2 separate regions of the Bos taurus genome follow, and region 1 is linked to region 2. A link is a contact called in public Hi-C data. All regions are on one chromosome and are shown on one strand. Each heading gives the region's core, a stretch centred on a gene start, on an enhancer-like site or on the middle of the called end of the contact. The rest is flanking DNA. Distances are from core to core; before and after follow the strand shown.

Evidence for each region. Hi-C and Micro-C count contacts between places; a contact is called where the count stands out from the background.
Region 1: a Hi-C map of liver shows a contact between it and region 2, with 4 times the contacts expected there. The contact joins the promoter of ETFRF1 here to the enhancer-like site in region 2. A contact is called at or near these places in 2 of 11 Hi-C or Micro-C datasets (liver and an unstated tissue).

What each region holds. Positions count from the first base shown.
Region 1 is chr5:84,797,330-84,801,167 of ARS-UCD2.0, reverse strand. ETFRF1 (electron transfer flavoprotein regulatory factor 1) reads left to right here and starts at 1,924. Exons shown (of 3, transcript NM_001114860.2): 1 at 1,924-2,231. DNAI7 (dynein axonemal intermediate chain 7) reads right to left here and starts at 1,696. Exons shown (of 15, transcript NM_001046282.2): 1 at 1,641-1,696. The coding sequence starts at 1,643.
Region 2 is chr5:84,615,499-84,619,260 of ARS-UCD2.0, reverse strand. No RefSeq gene overlaps it. Among named protein-coding and RNA genes, the nearest start is that of KRAS, 130 kb to the left of the region's middle. Within about 2 kb of position 1,695, at least 94 of the 102 cell types and tissues checked have an H3K27ac peak or open chromatin away from gene starts, as enhancers often do. A contact at or near this core is called in liver, where this site is marked.

The DNA of each region.
Region 1 (3,838 bases), core at 675-3,174, 180 kb before region 2:
GAAGCAGAAGCTAGCACCTGCAGGGTGAGAATAGCCTTGACAACACCTTAATCTAAGACTTCTAGATTCTGAAACTATGAAACAATAAATTTCTATTGGTGAAGCCAGTTAGTTTGTGGTATGTTGTTACTTGGCAGTCCTAGGAAACTAATACTTAGATCTGGAGTCCAGTCTGTTCCTGAAATCTGCACTTGAACTGGTATTCAAGGCTTGCATGCGTACTAAGTCGCTTCAGTAGTGTCCACCTCTTGTAACCCCATAGGCTATAACCTGCCAGACCTCTCTGTCCATGGGATTCTCCAGGTAGGAATTCTGGAGTGGGTTGCCATGCCCTCCTCCAGGGGCTCTTCCCCACCCAGGAATGGAACCTGTGGTTCTTATGTCTCCTGCATTGGCAGGCAAGTTCTTTACCACTAGAGCCGCCTGGCAAGTCCATTCCGGGCTTATTCCAATTTTCCAGAAGCCACATTTTGAGAAAGACTGCCAAAGGGATCTAAAAACAAGAGACTTGTGTACTGGTTGGAAAATAATAAATAGGTGCCTATTCCCTTAAGTTATCAGCAGCTTTAAGTCAGTTTAAAATCCATTTACTTTCTGTTCTTCCTGACATAAACGCTCTCCACACTCTGTTTCTTCTCATTACTTCCGGCAAATTCATCATACTTTAAAACACAGCTTGAAAAGCATTGCTCTGCTCTTCCCATCCCCCTTTCCTCTCCCGCCCTAATTTTAACATTCCCATCTTTGTGTTACTCCATCGTAGTCACTTCAATGATTACAGTTATAAAACTGTATTGTAATTAATTTGCTAAGTCTGTCTTCCATACAAGGGAGAGATTGTAATTATCACCTTTGTGTACTTCGTTTCAGTTTAGTGCCAAGCACAAAGAGTATGCTCCATATTTTCCCTTAATTAATGAATTAAATAATTAACTAATTACACTTTCCACTTTCATCTAGTTTTAATCACTGGAGAAGATGGAAATCACGTTTAAGAAAATGGGAAACGAGAACATGTTATAGCTACATGTTGGTCTGTGTTCCTGGAGAAGACATGACAGCTGAAGAGTGCAGAAAAACAAAACAAGAAGCTTTATCATACTTAAACACCAGGCAGGCTGCATACTCTGAATCACAAAACAATTCAAGTTTCCACAAAAGACCACACAAAACAACTTTTCAAAGCAGAGTAAACTGCAGCAGCTTTCAATTAATTGCTGAGGTGGCCAAAAAAAAAAAAAAAAACAAAACCTATGCATTTCCACCAAGCTGCAATTAAAAAAAAAAAAAAAAGCAATTTCACAGGAATGTCTATCACGACTAAGAGTAACTAAATTGAGACGAATATTTGAATTTAGCAGCAGCTGGAGATTAAAACATCAGCTGATCTGATTAAAACACCACAAACTGGCCATTCCCCATTTGCAGAAACCGGTCTGGACTCTCTCTTCGGTCCATCTGACCCCGAATGGAAGGCCATACTTCAGGAGAGGTCCATCCCCCCTAAGGATATGGGGTCTTTCCTAAACCGACTCGCTCTCCTCTAATAAAATATGACGGGCTCTTGCCATATCATTTAACACGGCGCAGGAGCATCAATGATCGCCCCTTGACCCTGCTCCCCTACGTTCCCTGCTCACCATGCTGATGCATACACGACCTCGGTAGTCGGCCAAGTGTGATCTCTGGGTTGTGTGGACAAACGCTCCCTCGTTGTCAGGACGACAAGCCCCGCCCACTGGCGCCCCAGGGCCGCTGCGGAGAGCCTCGCGTTTGGTTCGCGCAGTCGCGCTGGGGTTCTTCCGGACGGCGCCCTACCCACTTCCCTGACAGGTTGCTCCGCCCCACTACAGCCTGCCGCCCGCCTCGGTCGACAGCCTCCAGCGTTGGAGCTGAGGGTTGCGTTTACGGCTGCGGCGTGCCGGAAAGTGCGTGAGTGCCGCGCTGGGGAGTCTTATTTTGTTTTCCGGACGCTTCAGTCTGGAGGCGGTATGCTCTGGGCGAGGACCAACAGGTGTAGAAAAAGGGCTTGTGTGCGTCTTCCGACGTTGACAGCCCCTCTCCCTGTTTCCCTAGATTTGCTGGGGCGAATCTTTCTTTGCGGATTTCGAGAAGGAAGGGGGCCGCCGGCTACGCGACTGGGTCAAGTAGCTGACACCGGGTCGGCTTCCTGGGCCGTCACCGCTTAGACCAGCGGGGGGCCGGGCTCGATTGGCAGTTTAGAAAAAGAGGTAAATAAATTGGCTCCCAGAGGGTTGTTTATTTTTAAATGACCTTCAGATTCTTCTCCCTGCACCTGGTTGTTTATTACCTGAGCTATCAAGGTATATGCTGTTTTTTGGTGTTTGTTTTGTTTTGTTTTTTCAAGAGGAGCTCTAAACAAGAACTGGAAATAATTTGAAGCAGTTCCTGGTAACGTATTCCTTACTGGTGGAGGTCTCAGAGACCCAGCAAGACGCGCTAAATTCTGTGCCCAGAGTCAAGGTCACAGTGTACTAACCGGTAGCACAACCCTTCGAATGTCGGTCTACCAACATGAAGAAACTCTGGCAGCTTAGACCAACAGGAAAACTAGAAGAAATTAAGAGACTGAGAAATTAACCTTCCAAAGCGTATCTGAATTCCGTATGAATTTAGATCTAAACCCCGTTTAGGCTTAAACCCCATTTTAGCCTGACAAGACGTGAAATGCTTTAAAATTCTTGCCACCATTTCTCATCTGATTGTAATTTTATAATGCGCTGTCTCTTGCAATTTCGTTGACCAAAGGTATTATTAAATAAGTATTTCTGACTGAGCTAGTCTTTGTAGGTTAAAGTGTTATTCTCCCCACAGAAATCCAGATTGGTCATAGCTATGACATTTCACCTTCACATCCCTGGTAGCAAGATTAAAAACCTCTTAATGTCGACTTGATATAGAGTTCCGAAGCTGGTATGGAACTAAGCTTTTGTTTTTCAGTCAAACTACTAATGTTTACGATTACAGAACTTCAGTCAGCTCTGATGGGAGTAAGGAAGTGTGGATGGTAATCATAAATAATTTTGATATCATAGGATTTCAGGGGAGAGACTTGCTCAAGTTCTCTTTCCACCAAATTCCCCCCAGGGAGGAGGATTTGCTATGGATGTGTTAGAACATGCTAGACTGTGTTCTAGGCGACTGCTCTGCTATGAGATTATACCAGTGGGCTTATATAGTTCTCCTCTACTAGTCTTACAGCCTGCAAGAATAAGAAGGCCCATTTCCTCTGTTCACTTTTACCTCCAGACAGGTGCAGTTCCTAGCCCCTCTGAACATACATGACCATCTTCTTTCAACTCACTTTTATAATCTGGCTTCTAGGTAGGCCTCAACCAAGCAGAATACCAGCTTTGGGGGCAAAATCTCTTGCCACCTGACTCTCGGATTACATATCCTTTGGTGCAGCCAAGTGTGTTGGGATAAATTTTAGTGTGAAGCTTTTTAGGCTTAACTACTTTGGGGAAATGTGCTCCATCTGTTTGAGTCAAATCTGAACTTCATGGGGAAGAGTGATCAGTAATAGCTTTAGGCACGATGATGTTGTTGTTTAGTCACAAAGTCATGTCTTACTCTTTCGAAACCCCATGGACTGTAGCCCCGCCCATGCTCCTTTGTCCCTCGGATTTCCCAGAGGAGAATACTGGAGTTGGTTACCATTGCCTTCTCACTTAACCCAATACTGGAGTTGGTTAAGTCTTGGCCCACAAGTCATTGGGAAAGAGCTATCAATGTGGATTGTATGCCCACCCCCATCCAGGTTTCTTAGAATGATAAGGAACTTCTCACAGTCCCTAACTCTCATTTGGCTCTTTAT
Region 2 (3,762 bases), core at 446-2,945:
AGTTTTACTGGAGTTCTTACTCCAGGAGATTAAACATGTCACCTGAGAACCACCATGTTTAACCAGAACTAGGTTTATTGTAGTTGACTGACAACAGGGGTGAACGAAGGCTCTCGCTTGCCTTCTTGCTGTGAACTGAGGTGAGCCTGGAAGGTGCCCCGATCAAAGCCAGCTCCCTGCCCCCACAGACTGTGCAGGCTTTGGCGTCAGACTGCACGGGTCCCATCCGCAGAAGACACACTGATTCTCAGAATCTGTTTCTTTATCTGCAAAATGCGGCTCACAGTACTCACCCCATCCAGTTATTGTGAGAATTAAATGAGATAGCCTGCCAAAGCACTCAGGACCCAGCAGGAACGATCATCTTTGGCTGCTGTCACCAATCTTTTTTGAGCTAAGCTCGGCTCACCGATGGAGTGGGCCGTGAGCCCAGGAGAACTGGTTACTGCGGTTACCTTGTGATGACCCTGAGCCAGGAATGAGGGAGCAGGTGAGGTCAGCGCCAAACTCCTCAATGTCTTCCAAGAGACAGAATGTACTAATGGACGCTATTCTCCTGCTGCGTGTCTGTCCTCAAGAGATTTCTAAGAAGCAGTGGCAAGGCCTCAGGAGCTAGGTCCCTGGCAGAGAGCAAGTTTCTGGTGACCACGGCACTCAATATCGAGAAAACAAAACCCCTGATAAGGTGCGGAGAAACTGTCAGGTTCTGCACATGGCTGGAACCCTTGGTGACTCCCTGGGAACCCCCTCCCCCCACCACCTGCTTTCCTCTGATGGACTTCAGCTCGCGCTAAGCTAAGGACAGCAGGGGACACTTGGTGCGCTTCCCTGGCCCCTCCCTCCTGGATTTCAGGACGTCCAGCTAAGCGCGGGGCTATCTTTAAAAGGAATTAGTCGTGGCTCCTATATAGCCCGCTGGTGAGGGCAACGTGGGACGGCCCAGGCCAGGAATTCCCCGAGCGCCCCCAACGCCTGCCCTCCGCTGGAGAGCCCGCAGCGCCTCTCCCGGGGCAGCACCCCGGGCCCGCAGAACCCCTCCGAGGAGAAACAACCAGCTCTGCAGATGCAGCCCTTGCAGTTTGGGTCTCTTCTCTCCTCTGACGTAATGTCAGTTTCCTGCTTTCGCACTGCAGTGTGCAGCTCGCTGGCCGGTAAGTCTGAGGATCAATGGATTGAACGCCAAGATAATCACCACCACTATCCTGCAGTTTATTTTCCACGAATACACCCCGCCCCCAAATTCCACGACTTTTGGCTTTTCAGGCGGTATTGTTCTCCCCTCCCCCCAGGAAGGCCGCCTCTACACACAGCCCAACACCAGGAAACAGGCGTCGGTTTGTGGCTCAAATGTGGGGCCGGGGCGGGGTCGGCTCAAACCTTCTCTGCACCCCCACCCCCATCTCCACCCCGTGCTTTGAGATGCCAAATCCCTAGCTTTGTTTTCAGCAAAACTATGGTCGGAGCGGCAGCATTTCCTCCCCTTCTCCAGAAACCGAGCTGGGAAGTGGGTAAAAACTATTTACTACGGAACGTGCTACGACGCTTCTCCACGCCCCACACCCCCACAGGGAAAGGACCGGCAGCGACCGCCCCGCCACCTCACTCGCGCCGGGCCAACTGCAGCTCCGCGGCCGCTGCCACCGCCCAGCCGAGCCCGGGGAGACTCCCAAGGGCTCTTTAAATACGATCTATAAATACTACAGGCGCTCGGCGCGCGCGTCACGGCAAAACCGGCCTCCGATTGGCTGTCGTAACCCCGCTATTTGCATAGCCGGATTGCTCAACCGGGCGGCGACCTCAGCCGAGCGTGCCCCTCCCCCGCAGCGGGCGCGAGGGCCGCTCGGGGCCGGCGGGCGGGGACCGCTGGGTGGCGGCCGCGCGGCTTCGCGACGAGTGCGAAGCGGTGGTGGCGACGTCCAGAGTGACTTGAACTCCGGAACATTTCGAGTCTTGAGTCATGCGGCGGTCTTCCGGGAGGCCGGCCGCCTCCCAGAAGGATCAACTTTGCGCACCCGAAGGCCGGCGCCTTTAGACCGGGTCATTTTGCTTTTCAAACACAGAAAGAAAAAGTTTGAAGGGTTTCACCCGAACAGATGCGCTGGGTGGCTCGCGGAGGCATCACGTGAGACCTTGGACACGCAGCCAGAGCCCTGTCCAATGACTTGCGTCTTGGGGTGTTCAAAAAAGGCTTTTTGCATGATCACTAGTCAGACCTCGTTAGTTTGAAAACCAAACCAGGAGTGTTCTGGAAATGAAAGAGGTTTAAAGCTAAGTTTTCAAAAAAAAAAAAAAAAAAAACACCAAACACCCATTCATCGATAAGAAGCTAGGGGGAAAGATTCTCTTGTAAAAACTCAAAATGTTCAGCTACTTGGCCCTGGCCGGAGCTGGTTGCCTCTGGGGAGGCGGATAGTGGCAGAGAGGGTCAGGAGGGTGGGGAAAGACCACGCTTTGGAATCCGGGAAGCAATCCGACGTTGCGGAGAATATTGGCACTCGGGATTCTGTTGAGAAGATGCTATTGATCGCGGGAGATAAATGTAGATAAATAAGCAGATATTGTTTTATATTAGTATTCAGATGTTATGAAAATAGTTTTATCTTCAGGATGTAATCTGAGAATAGGAACTGTGGCTGCCGATTGTTCCAAACATTCTAGGTAAAATCTACAGCATAGTAAATTCCTTACTTTTGAATGTGATAAATACGATGACTTTCAGTTTCCTCATTTTGTTTTAAAATGCCCTGCCTTTAAAGTGCAGAAAGCACATGGTAAGGGTCCAAGTCTTCCCGTAACAGTATCCTGAGAAGACGCTAGAAGTGTATGTTGGTGTCTTACACCGAGTCGGTCCTCAGAAAATGTTAGTGATGTGAATCAAATACGTTCATTAGAAGAAACTAAGCATTGATCAAAAATCTAAGGTCTCATTCAATTATGTTTCATAAATGTCCTTTCCCCCTATATCAAACTCAAAACTCATAGGACTCTTGTTATTCTACAACACTCTTGTAACTTATGTTACTTGGATGCAGCGAGTATGTATCTAAAAGCTTTTTGAAAAAGAACTTCGGATTTTAACTGAAGAGCGCCCTCTGCTGCCAAACTGTTTATGGGCAACGCGCCTGAAAAGTGAAATGCTTGGGAGTATGCCCACCTAGTGACAGACTTTATTTTTGGGGGCTCCAAAATCACTGCAGATGATTGCAGCCATGAAATTAAAAGACGCTTACTCCTTGGAAGGAAGGTTATGACCAACCTAGATAGCATATTCAAAAGCAGAGATATTACTTTGCCAACAAAGGTCCGTCTAGTCAAGGCTATGGTTTTTCCAGTGGTCATGTATGGATGTGAGAGTTGGACTGTGAAGAAAGCTGAGCGCCGAAGATTTGATGCTTTTGAACTGTGGTGTTGGAGAAGACTCTTGAGAGTCCCTTGGACTGCAAGGACATCCAACCAGTCCATTCAAAAGGAGATCGGTCCTGGGTGTTCTTTGGAAGGAATGATGCTAAAGCTGAAACTCCAGTACTTTGGTCATGTCATAGAAAGATTTGACTCATTGGAAAAGACTCTGATGCTGGGAGGGATCAGAGGATCAGGGGCAGGAGGAGAAGGGGACGACAGAGGATGAGATGGCTGGATGGCATCACCGACTCGATGGACGTGAGCCTGGGTGAACTCTGGGAGTTGGTGATGAACAGGGAGGCCTGGTGTGCTGCAATTCATGGGGTCGCAAAGAGTCGGACACGACTGAGTGACTGAACT